2 separate regions of the Mus musculus genome follow, and region 1 is linked to region 2. The links are chromatin contacts, called in public Hi-C maps. All regions are on one chromosome and are shown on one strand. Each heading gives the region's core, a stretch centred on a gene start, on an enhancer-like site or on the middle of the called end of the contact. The rest is flanking DNA. Distances are from core to core; before and after follow the strand shown.

What was found. A called contact is a pair of places that touch in the nucleus more often than the background predicts.
Region 1: a Hi-C map of spermatogonia shows a contact between it and region 2, with 2.3 times the contacts expected there. The contact joins the enhancer-like site here to the promoter of Ccdc39 in region 2. A contact is called at or near these places in 19 of 39 promoter capture datasets (the 3T3-L1 cell line, 3T3-L1-derived adipocytes, the HPC-7 cell line and 11 more), 3 of 15 datasets of contacts at CTCF or cohesin (the G1E-ER4 cell line, the NIH/3T3 cell line and hippocampal excitatory neurons), 61 of 484 Hi-C or Micro-C datasets (B cells, the CH12 cell line, the G1E-ER4 cell line and 38 more), 12 of 115 datasets of contacts at active chromatin or transcription factors (a beta-TC-6 cell line, bone marrow-derived macrophages, differentiating embryonic stem cells and 4 more) and 4 of 9 other capture datasets (adipose tissue, embryonic stem cells, liver and 1 more).

The regions. Positions count from the first base shown.
Region 1 is chr3:33,914,952-33,918,173 of GRCm38.p6, forward strand. No RefSeq gene overlaps it. Among named protein-coding and RNA genes, the nearest start is that of Gm42204, 9.7 kb to the left of the region's middle. Within about 2 kb of position 1,375, at least 7 of the 459 cell types and tissues checked have an H3K27ac peak or open chromatin away from gene starts, as enhancers often do. A contact at or near this core is called in the G1E-ER4 cell line, differentiating embryonic stem cells and spermatogonia, where this site is marked.
Region 2 is chr3:33,842,491-33,845,621 of GRCm38.p6, forward strand. Ccdc39 (coiled-coil domain containing 39) reads right to left here and starts at 1,820. Exons shown (of 20, transcript NM_026222.2): 1 at 1,615-1,820. The coding sequence starts at 1,704.

The DNA of each region.
Region 1 (3,222 bases), core at 125-2,624, 72 kb after region 2:
TGGGAAGCAAGGCTCGAGAAAAGGGGCTTTGCTGAGAAAACAATGGCAGACAGAAGAACAGCATCCGTATTACATGTCGTGGTGAGATAAATACAACGTAAAAATAATTCCACTCCCCTTTCTCTATACCCCCACTTTCTCTCTCGGGACCTCATACACCAGACAAACAATGGACCATTGAGCTTCACGGTCAGCTCCACAGTCTTTTGACTTCAGTACCTCCAAAGTCCGGGTCTGATAACTCTGAGAGGCCACTATCTCAGCCCAGAAGGGGGCTGAGAAACACCTCTGGCCTCTGCCCACCAGATGCCTGCAGTGCCCCCAGCTTCACTAATAAGATAATTGCCACTGTCCTAGAGGGCAAATCCACCCTGTTTAACCACTGCCCTACATACAGGTAATGGATGGGCTGGGGGTTTAAAGGACTTTATCTAACACTAATAATGGTAACAAATTACACAAGAATATAGCAAAATAAAGGTACTTTAAAAAGATATAATTAGGGGCTGGAGAGATGGCTCAGCAGTTAAAAGCACTGAATGTTCTTCCAGAGGTCCTGAGTTCAAGTCCCAGAAACCACATGGTAGCCCATAACCATCTGTAATGGGATCTGATGCCCTTCTGATGTATCTGAAGACAGAGACAGTGTACTTACATATAATAGAAAGATAGATAAATTTTTTTAAAAGATATAATCAAAACCACAAGCACTAAGACAAAAGTAGACATCCATACAAATGCTAAAATTAAAATGTAAAAGCAGAAAATACATAAAGAAAATTAAAAATGTTAATATAGAATAAATCATTTCAAACATCATAATTCATACATACCAGCAATACCAATAATTATAAACAGGGTAGACTCACCTGCAGCAAGAAAAAAATCCACATTTCACATCAAATACAAAACCAGGTTCTAAATTTTAATTTTTTTGCTTTTATTATTATTTGTATAAGTGTTTTGCCTGATGTATATCTGTGCAGTACCCAGTGACTCCAGAAGAGGGCAGAAGATCTTCTGGGGCTGGAGTTACAGAGGATTGTGTGGATGCTGGGAACAGGAACTGGGTCCTTTAGAAGAAGAATTAGTGTTCTTCACTGCTGAGCCATCTCTCCAGCCCCAGGAATTTAAAATTATCAATGCTTTAAATTGAAAAAAAAAAGAAAAAAGAATTGGCAAATTACTTATTAAATCTTATTGATAAGCATATCCTTGACTTCCTGGGATGATGATAGACATGAGTCAGGGCACGTAGGCTGAAAGAGTCCCTTTGTTCCCCAAGTTGCTTCTGGTCATGGTATTTTAGCACAGCAACAGGCAATCCTTAAGAACCAGCAGGGTAGTAGCCAGTAGAAGGCATTCTTTGTTGTGAAACAGGCTAGCCTTTAGCCACTAAGAGGACCGCGTTAGTTATTGTCTCATTGTTATGACAAATTACCTGACATGCAACTTAAAGGAGGGTTTACTGTTTAAGAAGGGACACAGTCCTCGATGGCAGGAAAGGCACAACGGCAGGACCAAGATGTATGCCCACATCCCGTCAGCAAACAGAAAGCAAAGCAGAACAAAAGAAAGTGCCCTAGGGCTACCAGCCTCAAGCCCCGCCCCACGTGATCCACTTCCTCCAGCAAGGCTCCACCCCTTAAAGGTTCCACAAGTTTTCCAACCGTGTTCAAGCACATAACCCTGGGGGTGACGGTTCATTCAGACCAGGTGACGGCTCAGTGACAAATGTTAGTGTTTGGTTTGCTACTTCTCCTTGTCTACGCAAATGGTCTGTTACTGCTGTGGGTTCCCGTGTGTGAATAAAGGCAATGCCTTCCGCAGAGTAAATAGGCCCTGCCCTCTGTATTCCTTTTCTAGGATAAATACGTAATAGAAACTTAAGGAAGCTTCTATTTTGTGTATTTGCAAACTACCAAAAAAAATTTTTTAAGTGGCCATCTTGTGATTTTTATTTTGCATACTCAAAGTGAGAATCAAATTGTGAGCAAACCCCATAGTACTTTATCTAGAAAAAAATAAGTCGTTGAAAAATGTCCTGTGGGTGATAAGTCCTACCTTCTTATCGCTGCTCCACAGGAGAAAGGCTTTCATGCTTTTTGATCCTGTGGAGGAGTGAGTATTTAACAGAACATCTGAGGAGCTGGGATGTTACTTGTTTTCTCATTTCACAGAAAAAGAACCAGGAAGAGCCCTCTATTGCGAGATGCTTTGGTAGCCCACGTCGGGGAGCACCAATTCTTGGAAGAGTCCAGGGGCCCTGGAAAGAAAGAACAGAACAGAGAGGATCCATTGCTGACTAGAGTAGAGGAACAGAGTCCTGGGATAGGAAATGGTTCTTGAAGACATTTGGGTGTTGTTGTTGTTGTTGTTTTCTGGAAAAAGTCTGAGTTTTTGTGAAAGACACATTTTTCTCATTCAACAAGCAAACATCTTCAGAGATTTGGCTAGACTAGCCCTCCTTGCCTCAGACAGTCAACTGATGAGCTACCCTGCCAATATCTGGCTGTGTTTGGGGTCCAGGTAGATTTGGGGGATGGGTGATCAGATGAACTCACCCACGAAGGCATGTGCATGTGGAGGCCAGAAGTTAGCATTGGGTGCCTTCCTCGACCTCTCTCACCTGAACCCAGAGCTAGGCTGCCTGGTAACCCTATCTCTATATCTATAGCACTTATCTTTTGTGTCAGGGTTTTCCATTGAAAAGAGCTATAGGCATACCGTTGTAGAAGCTGGACTGGCATTTTTTTGCCATGTATAATTCTAAAGATAGTGTTGGCCTTTCTTTATGCCCACACACTTACCCTTCAGTGCTCAATATCAAACCCAAGATCTCCTCCTTCACACACCTGTCTGATGCTCTGTCACAGAGCATGTGCGAGCCTTCAGCCTTGTTTCATGGAAGAAGTAAAACTGGCCCCCTCTGGGTTTCCACTGGGCCCCTTCCTTCACCCCTTCTGGAAGGAAACCTGCCTACTTGACCTTCAGCCCGATACATAATTACTTTCTTCTTTTTTACTAAAATAGCCATAGCACATGTAATCTTCACACTTCCCCTTGGTTCATTTGTAAAATAGAGAAAACTAAAACATATAATGTGTAACTAATTAGTAAACTTATAATTACATTTAAAGCAAACCATGGTTTCAACATGTCACAGTAAGCACCCGATCTTGGAAACAACAGCGCCCGCTGTAGTGTCTCTGCACATTATTT
Region 2 (3,131 bases), core at 570-3,069:
GAAGAGAGGAGGAAAGAGGGGGAGGGAAGGAACTACATTTCTCTGCAAACATCCACGGAAAAAAAGCCAGCCATGTGACATGTTCTTGTAACGCCAGCATAAAGGAAACAGAGCTGGGAGGACTTCACTAGTCTGCCATCTTAGCCTAATCTGGTAGCCCCAGATCCCAGTAAGATTGACCCTGCCTCAAAAAGTAAGGTAGAAGTAGAGCCTGGGGGATGGCGCTTAGGCTTGATCTCTGGCCTCTGCACACATGCGCACACATGTACACTATTTAGTCACATCCACCACCATACATCACAAACACATACCCCGAAAAGAAAGAAGGGTAACGTAATGAAAGGAGGAGCATAAAAACTACAGGACAAGAACCTTAAATTCAAATGCTAACTGTAGAGCCAGCAGGATCGCTCTCCTAAATACCTCTTATACAATGTAATAATATATTAATTATACAGTGTCTCCTGCCCATCTCATCTCTAGTTCAACAAGACACCCATCAGGTTGGTGGGCTGGCTCCAAACCTTCAATTGGCGGCTATGACTCGGGCACCAGCAGTGATCTTTTATCTGTCCTAATATTGATGGTCCTTAAGGGGAAATGCCCAATCCTAACCAGAGGGGAGAGCAGAGCAAAGCAGAGCAGAGTAGAGTAGAGCAGAGCAGAGCAGAGCAGAGCAGAGCAGAGCAGAGCAGAGCAGAGCAGAGCAGAGCATTCCAAACGTTCCAGTCTTCTCAGAAGATTTACCCAAAAGTCTTTTATGCTCACTTTCAGAGGGCAGAAAATATTCTCTTCTACCTTGTCAATTTGCACAAATCTTCAATTCTTGGTTCCCTCTTCCCCACACCCTAGTACCATTTCGTGGGACTTTGGGTGACTGCTAAAGATGCATTAACTTTGTGGAGCCGGTTGCAATTAAAAAAACAAAAAACAAACAAACAAAAAAACGACTTAAACTGCATGTATTTTAGTTGGTGCAGGTTTGTCCTAACAATGTGAAATATTTCACCATCTTGTGACACCTCGATTCTCACTCTGAAACTCTATATTGCATACTTCACTAAAATGTTTTCCTTGAAAGCACCTCAAGCGATTTTAAACATCACAGAAACACAAATGCTGGCAAGAATGTGTCTTGTGTGTGCACATGTGTAAATGGTGGTTACTAGGAAACACCAAAAATGCATTTGTGATCCTTAATTGGATGGGAAAGGCCTGCTAGCTGGCACCTGAAACAGCTGGAAGAGTGAGACTCGGGTTTTATGGCCCTGAATAGAAATTGTTGCTTCGATAAAACTTTCAAATGTGTAGTAACTGATAGGAGCAGGAGAGAAAGTGGGGAGGCCGGAGTATCAGATCTAAGTGATGAAGTCAGGCCACAAGAGGTGCAAATGAGCAGCGCGGCACCTGTACGTGGGACTTGGTCTTCCCTGGCCCTCCCCCGGATTCCCACTGGATACCCACCTAGCCCAGCATCCTCTATTTACACTCCTTACCTAGTCTTTACCTGGTCATCCATTGGCAGTCCTGGCGGCGTTCAACCAGCCCTTTTACCATTCCTCAGCTGTTCCCCTCTGGTCGTCTCTCCCCTAAATCCCACCCGGTCCTCCTCACCTGATCCTCCAGGATCTTGTTCTCCTGATTGGCCACGGGGATGGCGAACCCATCTTCCCAGTGCAGCTCTGACAAGAACTCACTGCACATGGCGTACGAGGCTCAAAGGAATCACAGACAAGCCACCCAAAACCGTTCCCTGGAGCTCGCAGCCAAGCCTAACCGTCTGTATTCCGCGGCCCTAGCAACAGCCAGGCGCCCTTAGTTACCAAACAGGAAGCACTCAGGCTGGAAGGCGGAACTTCCTTTGAGAATTCCCTTGTCCTTTTTGCAGCCGGTAGAATTTGCTTGCCTGTGTCTGTGAGGCACAGCTCTCTTTGCACGGATAGATACACTCCCAGGACTTCCAAAACGTGCAAATCTGGAAGCTCGGGTGCTCCAGAGGACCACAAAGTTCGGGGATGGAAGGCATAGGCTCCTGGGGTGCCAGGATGGTGGACTACAGGATAGCAGGATGGACGACCACCAGATTGAGGGATAGTATAATACCCAAAAGTGGCTTCAGATTTGTTCTTAAGTCATATATAAGGGACCATGATCTGGGAACACAGATCCAGGCTGCCCCAAATAGCATGTTCTCGCATGGAAACTTGCTTCACTACGTTTTTGTAATTGCAGAAGAAAAGGAAGCAATAAATCAAGGCATTTTTCCAATGCATTGATGAAAACATCACCAAAGACTGTTAGTATTGGGTTTGAGATGGAAGCTGAGAAAACTCACTTTAGAGATGGAAATTTAAAAATTAAGGCTTTATTTTCTGAGTGCTCAGGGAGGCAGCCAGTTTGGGATCTGAACCACGTACGGGGTGGGAGATTATACAGCATTGTTATAGGATGGTAACACAATTCAAAGTGGGGAGCTGGTGGGAACTGCAGCGTTATCCAATTGTATTTTGACATTATGTGTTAAACATGGGAGTACCTGTTGGGAGACTGAGCCTGTACAGAGCACCTGGCTTCAAGGTCCTTAATTCATTCTCCAAGACATTAGGTCCAGAGCTAAGAGTGATAAGGGGACAAAGACGCTGGCAGGAGCATATGAACTTGTTTAACCCTGCCAGCAAGACAGAGAAGTTGTGCCTGAGATGTCTAGACTCAACCGTTTACAACAGAAGATGTTCAGCTATGGGGAAGCCCCTGGCTTCCCTGGGATCTGGGACCTTGAATTTACTTTATCCCTATGATTAAATGGAGTCTGAAAACGAAATGGTACTGCCTGGAGTAAGTTTCCTTTGCTTCTTCCCAACAACAGCATAGTTGGGAAGTCAGTGCTATCCATAGGTTTCAAATACTATCTGGTGACATTCATAGCTTTGGGGTTGGTGAAAGCTAGTGGTTTGCTAAGTTAGTACAGCCCAACAAGCATTACCTGGTCAAATGGGCAATGAACGGCTGGCTATTAAGGAGACTAAAGATAGCTCAAGATAATTTGGCTCTGGGTTTCCAACTCTACACCATCGAAGTTCTGATCAAGTCAGTCAGCTTTAACATAAGAGCAGAACGGCATCCACAGCAAG